Regions from separate parts of the Mus musculus genome. Here region 1 is linked to region 2. The links are chromatin contacts, called in public Hi-C maps. All regions are on one chromosome and are shown on one strand. The core of a region is the stretch at or near the end of the contact, and the rest is flanking DNA. Distances in the headings are between cores, read along the strand shown. Region 1 has its middle 270 kb from the start of Gm23907. Region 2 holds the start of Adcy8 (adenylate cyclase 8).

What was found. Hi-C and Micro-C count contacts between places; a contact is called where the count stands out from the background.
Region 1: a Hi-C map of cortical neurons shows a contact between it and region 2, with 4 times the contacts expected there. The contact joins the enhancer-like site here to the promoter of Adcy8 in region 2. A contact is called at or near these places in 1 of 39 promoter capture datasets (3T3-L1-derived adipocytes), 3 of 484 Hi-C or Micro-C datasets (cerebral cortex and cortical neurons), 4 of 115 datasets of contacts at active chromatin or transcription factors (SST interneurons, embryonic forebrain, forebrain and 1 more) and 1 of 9 other capture datasets (embryonic stem cells).

The regions. Positions count from the first base shown.
Region 1 is chr15:65,418,743-65,424,001 of GRCm38.p6, reverse strand. No RefSeq gene overlaps it. Among named protein-coding and RNA genes, the nearest start is that of Gm23907, 270 kb to the left of the region's middle. Within about 2 kb of position 3,956, at least 15 of the 459 cell types and tissues checked have an H3K27ac peak or open chromatin away from gene starts, as enhancers often do. A contact at or near this core is called in SST interneurons and cortical neurons, where this site is marked.
Region 2 is chr15:64,920,315-64,925,089 of GRCm38.p6, reverse strand. Adcy8 (adenylate cyclase 8) reads left to right here and starts at 2,794. Exons shown (of 18, transcript NM_009623.2): 1 at 2,794-4,775. The coding sequence starts at 3,985.

The DNA.
Region 1 (5,259 bases), core at 2,707-5,206, 500 kb before region 2:
CACACACAGAGAGTGTGGATGGACATAAGATTCATCCATTAATTAGCTGAAAGTTCTACTCCAAATCTCATCAGCTGGCAACTGACCCTTTACAACATGACTGCTTTGCAGAAGAGAGGGATGTTTCAGATTCAAAGCATAACAGGACCTCATTTAGTGAAAAAGTCAATATCATTACTGGTAATTTAAAAAAAATAATAATACCGAGGACCAAAGGGCCAAATAACTTGGATAGAATCATACAACTAGGGCAAACGTGGCTGAAATCAGTGTTCAAACTTCAAAACTTTGCTTTTCTAGTAAATAATTAACACAAGACCATTCATGCCACATCCAAATGAAAATCCCAGGTTGTGGTGTCACACGCCTTTAATCTCAGCACTTGGGAGGCAGAGGAAGGTGGATTTCTGAGTTCAATGCCAGCCTGGTCTACAAAGTGAGTTCCAGGACATCCAGAACTACACAGAGAAACCCTTGTCTCAAAAAAAACAAAACAAAAACAAAAGAAAAGAAATGAAAATAAAAGAAAATCCCATACGAATAGGATATTCTGATAAGTAGCATAAGCTAAAGCCAAAATGTATTGACTTTTCAATGATTTGTTGAAGATGGCTCTGTGGTTTGTAGCATGGTTATTCTGTACTTGATAGCTAATATCCACTTATAAGTGAGTACATACCATATTTCTCTTTCTGGATCTGGGTTATCTCACTCAGGATGATATGTTCTAGTTCCACCCATTTACCTGCAAATCTCATGATCTCATTGTTTTTAATGGCTGAGAAGAATACCACTATGTAAATATACCACATTTTTCTTATCCATTCTTTGGTTGAGGGACATCTGGGCAGTAATCTGTGACTACATTGCCTGCCTTTGGATCCCTTTCCTGCAACTGGGCTGCCTTTTATTTAGTCTCACTATATGAAGATGTACCTAGTCTTACTGGGGACAAAAAGGTGGTCTCTCCCTTTTCATTATCTAATTAACTTCATAGACTATTGTATTTTTTCTTCCCTCCTTTTCTTCCAATTCTACCATCTCACCTCCCTTCCTTGAGAAGTCACTTTGTTTTTAGAGGAGACCTTGCATGTATATAGACCTGCCTTGGCACAACTCTTCCATAAGACTCTCAGAGCCCCTTCCAACATTGGGATGTGGGTCTCTGTATCTGTTTCAGTCAGCTGCTTGGTAGAGCTTCTCAGAGGACAGTTATGCTAGGCTTCTGTCTGCAAGCATAACATAGTATAACTAATAGTGTCAGGGATTAGTGTTTGCCCATAGAATGGGCCTCAATTTTGACCAGTAATTGGTTGGCCATTCCATCCTCCATCTCTGTTTCACCGCTGTCCCTGTATTTAGTTGAGTGGGTGAGTTTATGTACTTATCCTTCCACTGAGGTTACTGCCTGGCTACAGGAAGTGGCCTCTTCAGGTTCCACATCTCCACTGATAGACATCTCAGCTAAACACACTCCAATAGATTTGAGGGATCCTCTCTCATCCCAGGTGTTGGACACATCCTAGAGATACCCTCCACCCTCAACCCTATGAGTGGATGATTTCCATTCATTCTTCTGACCCCCTGGCCCTCTCTCCTAACACTTCCTATACTTGATTCTGAACATTCTCCATTTCCTTTCCCATCCCCTCTCTCACTCAGTTCCCTCTCTTCATCTGCCTCCTTTGACTATTTTATTCTCTCTTCTGAGTGAGAATCAAACATCCTCCCATGGGTCTTCCCTTCATGTTTAGGGTCTTTTGGTCTTTGGTTTGTATCCTGTACTTTATGGTTAATATCCAGTTATAAGTACCTACATATCATGAATGTCCTTTTCGGTCTGTGTTACTTCACTCAGGATGATATTCTCTAATTTGCCTACAAAATTCATGTCCTTACTTTTTAGTAGCTGAGTAGTATTCAGTCTTGTAAATGAACTACATTTTCTTTATCCATTCTTCAGCTGAGGTACATTTAGGTTGTTTCCAGTTTCTAGCTATTATGAATAAAGGTGCTATGAGCATAGTTCAGCACATGTCCTTGTGTTATGGTAGAGCATCTTTTGGGTATATGCCCAGGAGTTTTGCTGTGTCTGGAGGGAGAGAAAATATGTGCAAACCAAATTTAGAAAATACATTAAAATCATAATCCACCATGATCAAGTAGGCTTCATCCCTGGGATGCAGGGGTGGTCAATATATGCATCCCCATCAATGTAATCTACCATGTAAACAAACTGAAGAAAAAAATCACATGATCATCTCATTAGAGTCTGGAAAAAATCCTTTGACAAAATTCCAACACCCCTTCATACAAGGCACATAAAGAAGCATAATAAAAGCAATATACTGTAAGCCTATAGCCAACCTCAAATTAAATAGAGAGAAACTTAAAGCAATTCCATTAAAATCATAGACATTACAAGGTTTCCCACCCTCTATATAGATCAATAAGACAACAAAGAAGATCAAGAGATACAAATCATAAAGGAAGAAGTTAAAGTGTCACTATTTGCAGATGATATTGTAGTATACATAAGTGACCCCAAAATTCTACTGGAGAACTTCTACAGCTGATGAACACCTTCAGCAAAGTATCTGAATACAAAGTCAACTAAAAAACGAACAAATAAAGAAGCAAACAACAACAAAGCAGTAGCCCTCCTTTATAGAAATGATAAATAGGCTGAGAAAGAAATTAGGGAACCAACACCCTTCACCATAGCCATAAATAATACGAAATATCTTTTTGTAACTCTAACCAAGCAAGGGCATGATGTTTATGGCAAGAACTTCATGTCTCTGAAGAAAAAAATAGAAGAAATGGAAATATTTATGCTCAATGATTGTTAGGATAATATAGTGAAAATGACCATATTATCAATCTACAGATTCAGTGCAAGTTCCATTAGAATCCAACACAATTCTTTACAGACCTTGAAAAATCAATTCTCAACTTCATATGAAAAAACAAACAAACAAACAAACAAACAAACAAACAAAACCAAGATAGCTAAAACAATCTTCAACAATAACAGAAATTCTGGATGTATTACCCATTCCTGATCTCAAGATGTCCTTGTTTTTAATCGCTGAGTAATATTCCATTGTGTAAATGAGCCACATTTTTTTTCATCCATTCTTCTATTGAGGGGCTTCTAGGTTGTTTCCAGTTTCTGGTTATTACAAATAAAGCTGCTATGAACATAATTGAGAAATTGTTCTTGTGGTATGGTGGAACAGCATCTGGGTTTGTGCCCAGAAATGATATAGCTTGGTCTTCAGGTAGGACCATTCCCAATTTCCTGAGAAACCACCAAATTGACTTCCAGAGTAGTTGTAAGAGTTTGCACTCCCATCAGCAATGGAGAAGTCTTCCCTTTGCTCCACAATCCTTGCTATCATGAGTTATTTCTTGCATTTTTTATCTTATCCATTCTGAGGGTATAAGATGGAATTATAGAGTCATTAACCTGGTTTTCCTTTAAAGATATTTTAAAATAACATTGTTTTTTATTCATTTATTATGTGTTCGTGTGGGTATGTACCATGCAGGTTCTCACAGAGGCCAAAAGAGACCACCAGATCCCATGAAACTGAAGTTATATGCCATTCCTATGGGTGCTGAGTCTTTTGCAAGAGCAGCATGCACTCTTAACTTCATAGGTATCTCTCTTTCTCCAACACAGTTTGTTAAAGCAAGTTCTATGAATGTACTAGCCATATCATGCAGAATTCTTCAGTGGTAAAAGGAACAGTGCTCCTCATATGCATTTTTCAGCTGGGGAACATGTATAGCAGAGGTTTTTTTAGTGTCTTTCTGGGTCTCACAGCTTTTATTGGTCAGGCTGAGTTGTCACCCATCTCTAATTCCAAATGCATGGTCTGTGTACTAATTCTCCATGAGTATTTTATCTGTATCAAGTAGCTTCTTACTCAGCATTCTTCAGGATTAACTATCACTGATTACCATTCTTACAGCTTCTTCTATTTTTGACTCACATCCTGTTCATAGTGAGTTACTATGGAGACATGACATATTATCAGTTTCTTTGTAAGACAGTGACCTGGCATATTTAAAAATGTTCTGGGTTTCTTAGCAACTCAACCAACATTATCCGGCTTTGCTTCCATGATCCTTTGCCTAAGTAAATGCATTCTCTATCATGGGCTAGTTTTGGGGGATGGTAAGAGAGTGTTTAGAAAGGAAGTAAAGATTAAACGCATCAAATATAGAATCCGTTCTAGTCAATGTCTGTTTCCTCTATGTTAAGGCATTTAAAAATACACAGAAATGATGAAATGGAAAAATGACAGGATTTAGATCCTATAAAATTTCAGTTCTATCCCCATCTTTGTCATAACATCTCGGAATAGCACTGTCTCCCAGGGTCTCAGATGCCTCACATCTAAAATAAGACTTTATGGCCTTATATTCACTTGAACCAGTCATGATACAAAAATGGTCTGAACATGATAAATTCCTGAGATTCTAATGCTAGTACCAATTTAAGTGTTCATTTGGTTTTATTTACTTAGAGATATTTGATGCAGTAAAGGGAAAATCAGAGATTACGGTTGAGAAACTGGAGATACTAAAGACCCTACCATCCCATTATGTCATGCAGGGTGCAAGATGCTTCATAAAGTTTCTTAATGTAAGGGATATGTGCAGATATTGTGCAAGGAAATTCCCAACCTCCATCAGTGAGCTCAATGGGACTCCTGAAATAGAGAGTGCTATGATGAGGAAAAACAGCACCCAGTAATATTCAAACATCTTAAAAGAACATAAGGAGTCTTTGTGGGCTTATTGTTCCATCCTTATCTATCTTCAGTGCATTGAATATAGGCCTCTCTTATTCACTATAGACATATAATAGAGATAGAATGTGTATACCTTTGAACACAAATGTCTATGTCCAATATTTTCTCTAGCACCTGACTAGCCAAGTGACCCATAACTTCAGTTATTTTTTTAAACTACATGATGAATAAATTAATAAAAATTAACACAAGAGTATTGAACAAGGCACAGGACAGTATCTAGAATATATCACGTACCAAGAAAATAGTATTCTCACTAACAGGCACTGAGCTTTAGACTTATTTTTTTCTGCATATTGACTTGACACATGATTTCCCTCTTGTGTAGATACTTCTCTGACTTGACCCCTGTGGTAACATTATTCAGGATTCGATTCAATAGGCATTCCTCTGGAGAACCCTTTTCCTAATATGACTTCCAGTTTCCCTAGAA
Region 2 (4,775 bases), core at 1,545-4,044:
CAGCTGGTAGGGGCTGGGAAAAAATGTCACTAGCCTTACAATTACCTTTAAGCCAAGGAATATGACAACAAAGAAAGCTGAGCCACCCTTCAAGGGCATCAATGTTTCACCAGGAGAAGCAACGAAAATGAAGATCTGGGATTTAATGGAGGATCTATAATCCCTTTGGTAGGAGCTACACCACTGTTCACAAAGCATATCATCAGATGGCATAAGAGGACCTCGTTCGTGGTCACTAGGGATATCATAAAAGGCTTTATGCAAAGACACTACTCTGGTTTGAAGAATGGGCTGTGCAGCATTTTAGGGGAGAAAGATGAAACGAGAAGTCCAAAAATAAAGGGAAATGTCATTATATAAAAAAGTAAATTTAAAATGTCAAAATACTGTAGTGGGATCACAGTAGATACTGTGAAATATATAGGGAGTAACAGCACGTTCCTAGTCCCTCCCAGGCTCCAACACAATGCTTGGCATGTCTTGAGTAAGAAATCATTTGGTGGTTGGCATATTACAAAATAAGTATAGTATTTGTGTGCACCCAAAGTTCTCGTTCAAGAACAGAATGCTCTGGAGGCTGAAGAGCATCATGTCACCCCAATAAGAAGGACCACGCTTGAATCTTCTGCGCAGTCAGCTCTCTCACTTTACAATAGACTGTGATAGTGCCCTAATAAGAAAGAAAAGGTCAACTGGGCCAACGTGATGTTTTCTCCGAGTTGCTTTTGCTCCAGCCTCTGACTTCATGAAATTCTTGGAGTTTCTCCTTGCAGCAAGCTGTGCTCATTCATCAACCTGAGTCATTTTATCTGATTGAGCCCAAGTCTCCCCCTCTTTGGTCTGCCTCCTCTTGCTGCTGAATAAATCATCCTGGGGAGAGTCCAGCTTGGAGGAAGAATTGTACAGGAAAGTTCCATCTGCCTTCAACTCCTCATTGATCCAGGCTGAACCCTCGGGCTCCAGGAAACAGAAGAACCCGAGGAAACGTCTCCCGCAGGCACTGATGCTTAGGTGGTCACGGACGCAGGTGACTGCACAGGTGCCCTCAAGAAGAGAAAAGCCACAATCCCATCTCTATGTCCAGACCAGAGAGCTTTGGGGAAACTCTTCACTCTTTAGTCCCTTTCTCTCCCCTCCTCCAAATTAAAAGATTAGCCACCCTAGAGTTTCAGAAGTTTCGGAAAGCCTGAGTCCAAGAATCTAAAAGTAGAATAAACTGTTCAGGATGATGTATACATTGGTTTCGTTAATGTCTACATAACAACCTGGCTTTTGGTTTTAGTTTTGTTGTGTTTTGGGTTTGGTTTGTTTGTTTGTTTGTTTGTTTGTTTGTTTTTAATGCTTTGCTCTTAATTTCTAGCTCCCAAGGGTCAACCAGACCCTTAAGGATCAGTTAACAAATTAATATGTTCACAAGCTGAACTTAAAATAGAATCAGCTTTCTTTCTATTCAAAATCCATCGTTTAATCGAGTTCCTTCTCTCTTGAGTGCACCAAATTCCAGAAATGCTGGTGAGGAATGATAACACCTTAAAGGACTTTCCCCTGTTCTTTCTGGATGCTCTATGCGAGGCAGGTGACCTATAAGACTTGGAAAGAGGAGTCAAAACACAGGTTTCTGGGGCACAGTCGCTACAAATAACCCTGAGAATGGTTTGGTGTGGATGGGAGGAGGGCGCTCTGGATCCTCAGGGAAAGCTGTTTTTGCTTAGGACCAAAAGGAGCTAGGAGTTTGCACTAGAAGAAGGCATAAAAAATCGCCTTCTCGGGGTTGGGGTCGGGGGAGATAGGGTGGGGTGGGGGTTGGGAATAGTGTCCTGGAGACCGCTTGGCCAGGTCATTTAGGCTTTCATGGGACGCCGCGGGGTTGCGAAAGCGCCCAGAGCCTGACGTCATTGACCATCAGCTGACTGTGTTCAGGGCCCGAGCTTCACTGGCTGCAGCCGCAGTCGCTGTGGCAGAGGTGTTGATTTCCACCACCTGCAGAATGGGGCTCCAGACTGGTACTGCTACCAGATCCCTGAAAAGCCAGACTCCAAGGACCCCGCTGGATTGGATGCTGATGCAAGAACCGCTGCGGGGCAACTTGGGTTTTGACCGCGACCCTCAACATACCTAGGCAGGCAGGAATGCTGCCTCCAGGAGGCCCCTGGAAATGCCTTTCCGAAGGTCCTCCTTCGCACCTTTCTTGACAGCCCAGTCAAATTTAGTATTCGAAATATGCAGACCACGCCCCCATCCTAATACCCTCTACTACCCAGACCCCGGGAGCAGAGAAAAGTAAAAGGCTGCCCACCGCTATGAGAGTGGCTTCTTGAGAGGATTTTAGTTTTAATCTGAAAGTTGGCATTAAATACACACACACACACACACACACACACACACACACACACACACACTACATCGCTCTCGAGTGGGGAGGGCGGAAATGAGCCCCTCTAGTGCGCGTCTCTGGTCTCAAAGAGTTCGTGGGCAAAGCGGCCTACGATCCTGGCTCTGCACCTGCCAAGGGCAGGAGCCAGTGCTTAAAAAAGAACCGCGGAGGAACCAGCGGGCGCGGCCAGCTGGAGCGCTCCACCGCAGAGCTGCCAGGCTCGGGGCTCCAGCAGCCCGCGCTCGCTCGACCCACCGGTGCGGCCCTTCAAGACCTGGGGCGTCCTGTGCAGATCTGGGTGCCTCCGTGTCCCAGCCCCCACCCCTCCCCCACCCCCATCCTGGGTTCCGGGGGCGTGGTTTGGCGCGGGGGCGGGTTTAAGTCGCCGCGGGTGTCTGACCGCTCTGACAGGTCTCCAAATTCCTCCCAGGCTCCGGTCCCGCTGCGCGGTTCCGAGCGCCCAAGTAGCCCCGCGCTTCCCTGGATCCGGAGGCGTCTCATCGACTTCCACTCGGCCTGGAGCCTCTTCTCGCTCAAACCTTTCGCCTGCCGCCTCACCCGCCAAGGCTCGTTTCTCAGGCTCAGGAATCCGCTCCTGTGGCTTCTCTTCGAACTCAGCTGTTGGCTTTATTACCCTTCCCACTTGTGCTTTCCTCACACCCCCTGGGGTCTGGCAGGCCCAATGGACTCCAAAGAGCGAAGTGAAGGGAATGGGAATTGTGTGCTGCGACCCATCAGAATCGCTACTAGCAGCGGTGACTTAGTCCTGTAGCGGAGGCTGGGACCCTGGGGCTAGCAGCGCCACGATCTTCCTTGAGGAATGCATCAGTCCAGAACCCGCGCTGCCAGTATTTGCTCTGGAAGTGGCCACAATGAGGAAGGAACCGAAGAGAGAGCTTCATTCAGCACACCTCCAAATTAACTGTTTGGTGACTTGTTAGTGCTAAGGCTACCACCTTTCTCCTGCCCTCCCGCGGGGCGCCCTGCCGCCTCACCATCACCCACACCTCCTGCCTCATCGCGCCCGCCTCCAGCTCCGCCCCGGCTCCCCATGCCGGCGCAATGGAGTTATCCGAAGGGCGATGATTGCCGCCACAGCTGCTAACTTAGCACCCATCCTAGCCATCGGTTACCCTTGGCCAGCCTTTCTGCAGCCGCCGAGACGTGGGCGTCCAGAGTCCAGTGCCGCAGCCAGGACCCGCCCGACGCGCAGCAGAAGCGCGGCGCCCAGGCGCCTCTTGGAGAAGGAAGACTGCGCCAAGACGCTGAGCTTAGAGACAGCCAGGGGGCTGGAGCGCAGAAAGGGACAGCGTGGCTCAGAGCGCTGAGGATTTCGCGGACAAACAGCCACCACTTTCACTGCGTATCCAAGCTGAGCTGATTGGCGGGAAGGTGGCTTGCCAGTACACAGGGGTCCGCTGCATTCTACCAGGAACACCTTGCTCCTGGGCTCACTATGACTTGACCTGTGGGGGCCCTGCTCAGGGCTCCTGCAGTCGAACAGCTTAGGAAAGAAGGGATCGCTGCCAAGCGGCCTTTGGGTCTTTAGGAACCCCTATCACCAACTGACACAACCAGTGTCTGTGCCTCCCTCCCCGCGGACCCAAGCCATGGAGCTCTCGGATGTGCACTGCCTTAGTGGCAGCGAGGAACTCTACACCATCCAACCGACGCCCCCGGCCGGCGACGACGGGAGCGGCTCTCGGCCGCAGCGGCTGCTGTGGCAGACGGCGGTGCGGCACATCACGGAGCAGCGCTTCATCCACGGGCACCGAGGCGGCGGCGGCGGCGGGGTCTCCCGCAAAGCCTCGAACCCTGCGGGCAGTGGACCCAATCACCACGCGCCGCAGCTGTCTAGCGACTCGGTGCTGCCTCTCTATTCTCTGGGCCCCGGAGAGCGAGCGCACAACACCGGTGGCACCAAAGTCTTTCCGGAACGCAGCGGGAGCGGCAGTGCCAGTGGCAGCGGGGGCGGGGGCGACTTGGGCTTCCTACACCTTGACTGTGCCCCAAGTAACTCGGATTTCTTCCTCAATGGAGGATACAGCTACCGAGGGGTCATTTTTCCAACCCTACGCAACTCCTTCAAGTCTCGGGATCTGGAGCGCCTCTACCAACGCTATTTCCTGGGCCAGAGGCGCAAATCGGAGGTAGTGATGAACGTGTTGGATGTACTAACCAAACTCACCCTTTTAGTCCTGCACTTGAGCCTGGCCTCGGCTCCAATGGACCCTCTCAAGGGCATCCTGCTAGGCTTTTTCACTGGCATCGAGGTGGTGATCTGCGCCCTCGTGGTGGTCAGGAAGGACAACACCTCCCACACTTACCTGCAATACAGCGGCGTGGTCACTTGGGTGGCTATGACCACCCAGATTCTGGCAGCAGGCCTGGGCTATGGGCT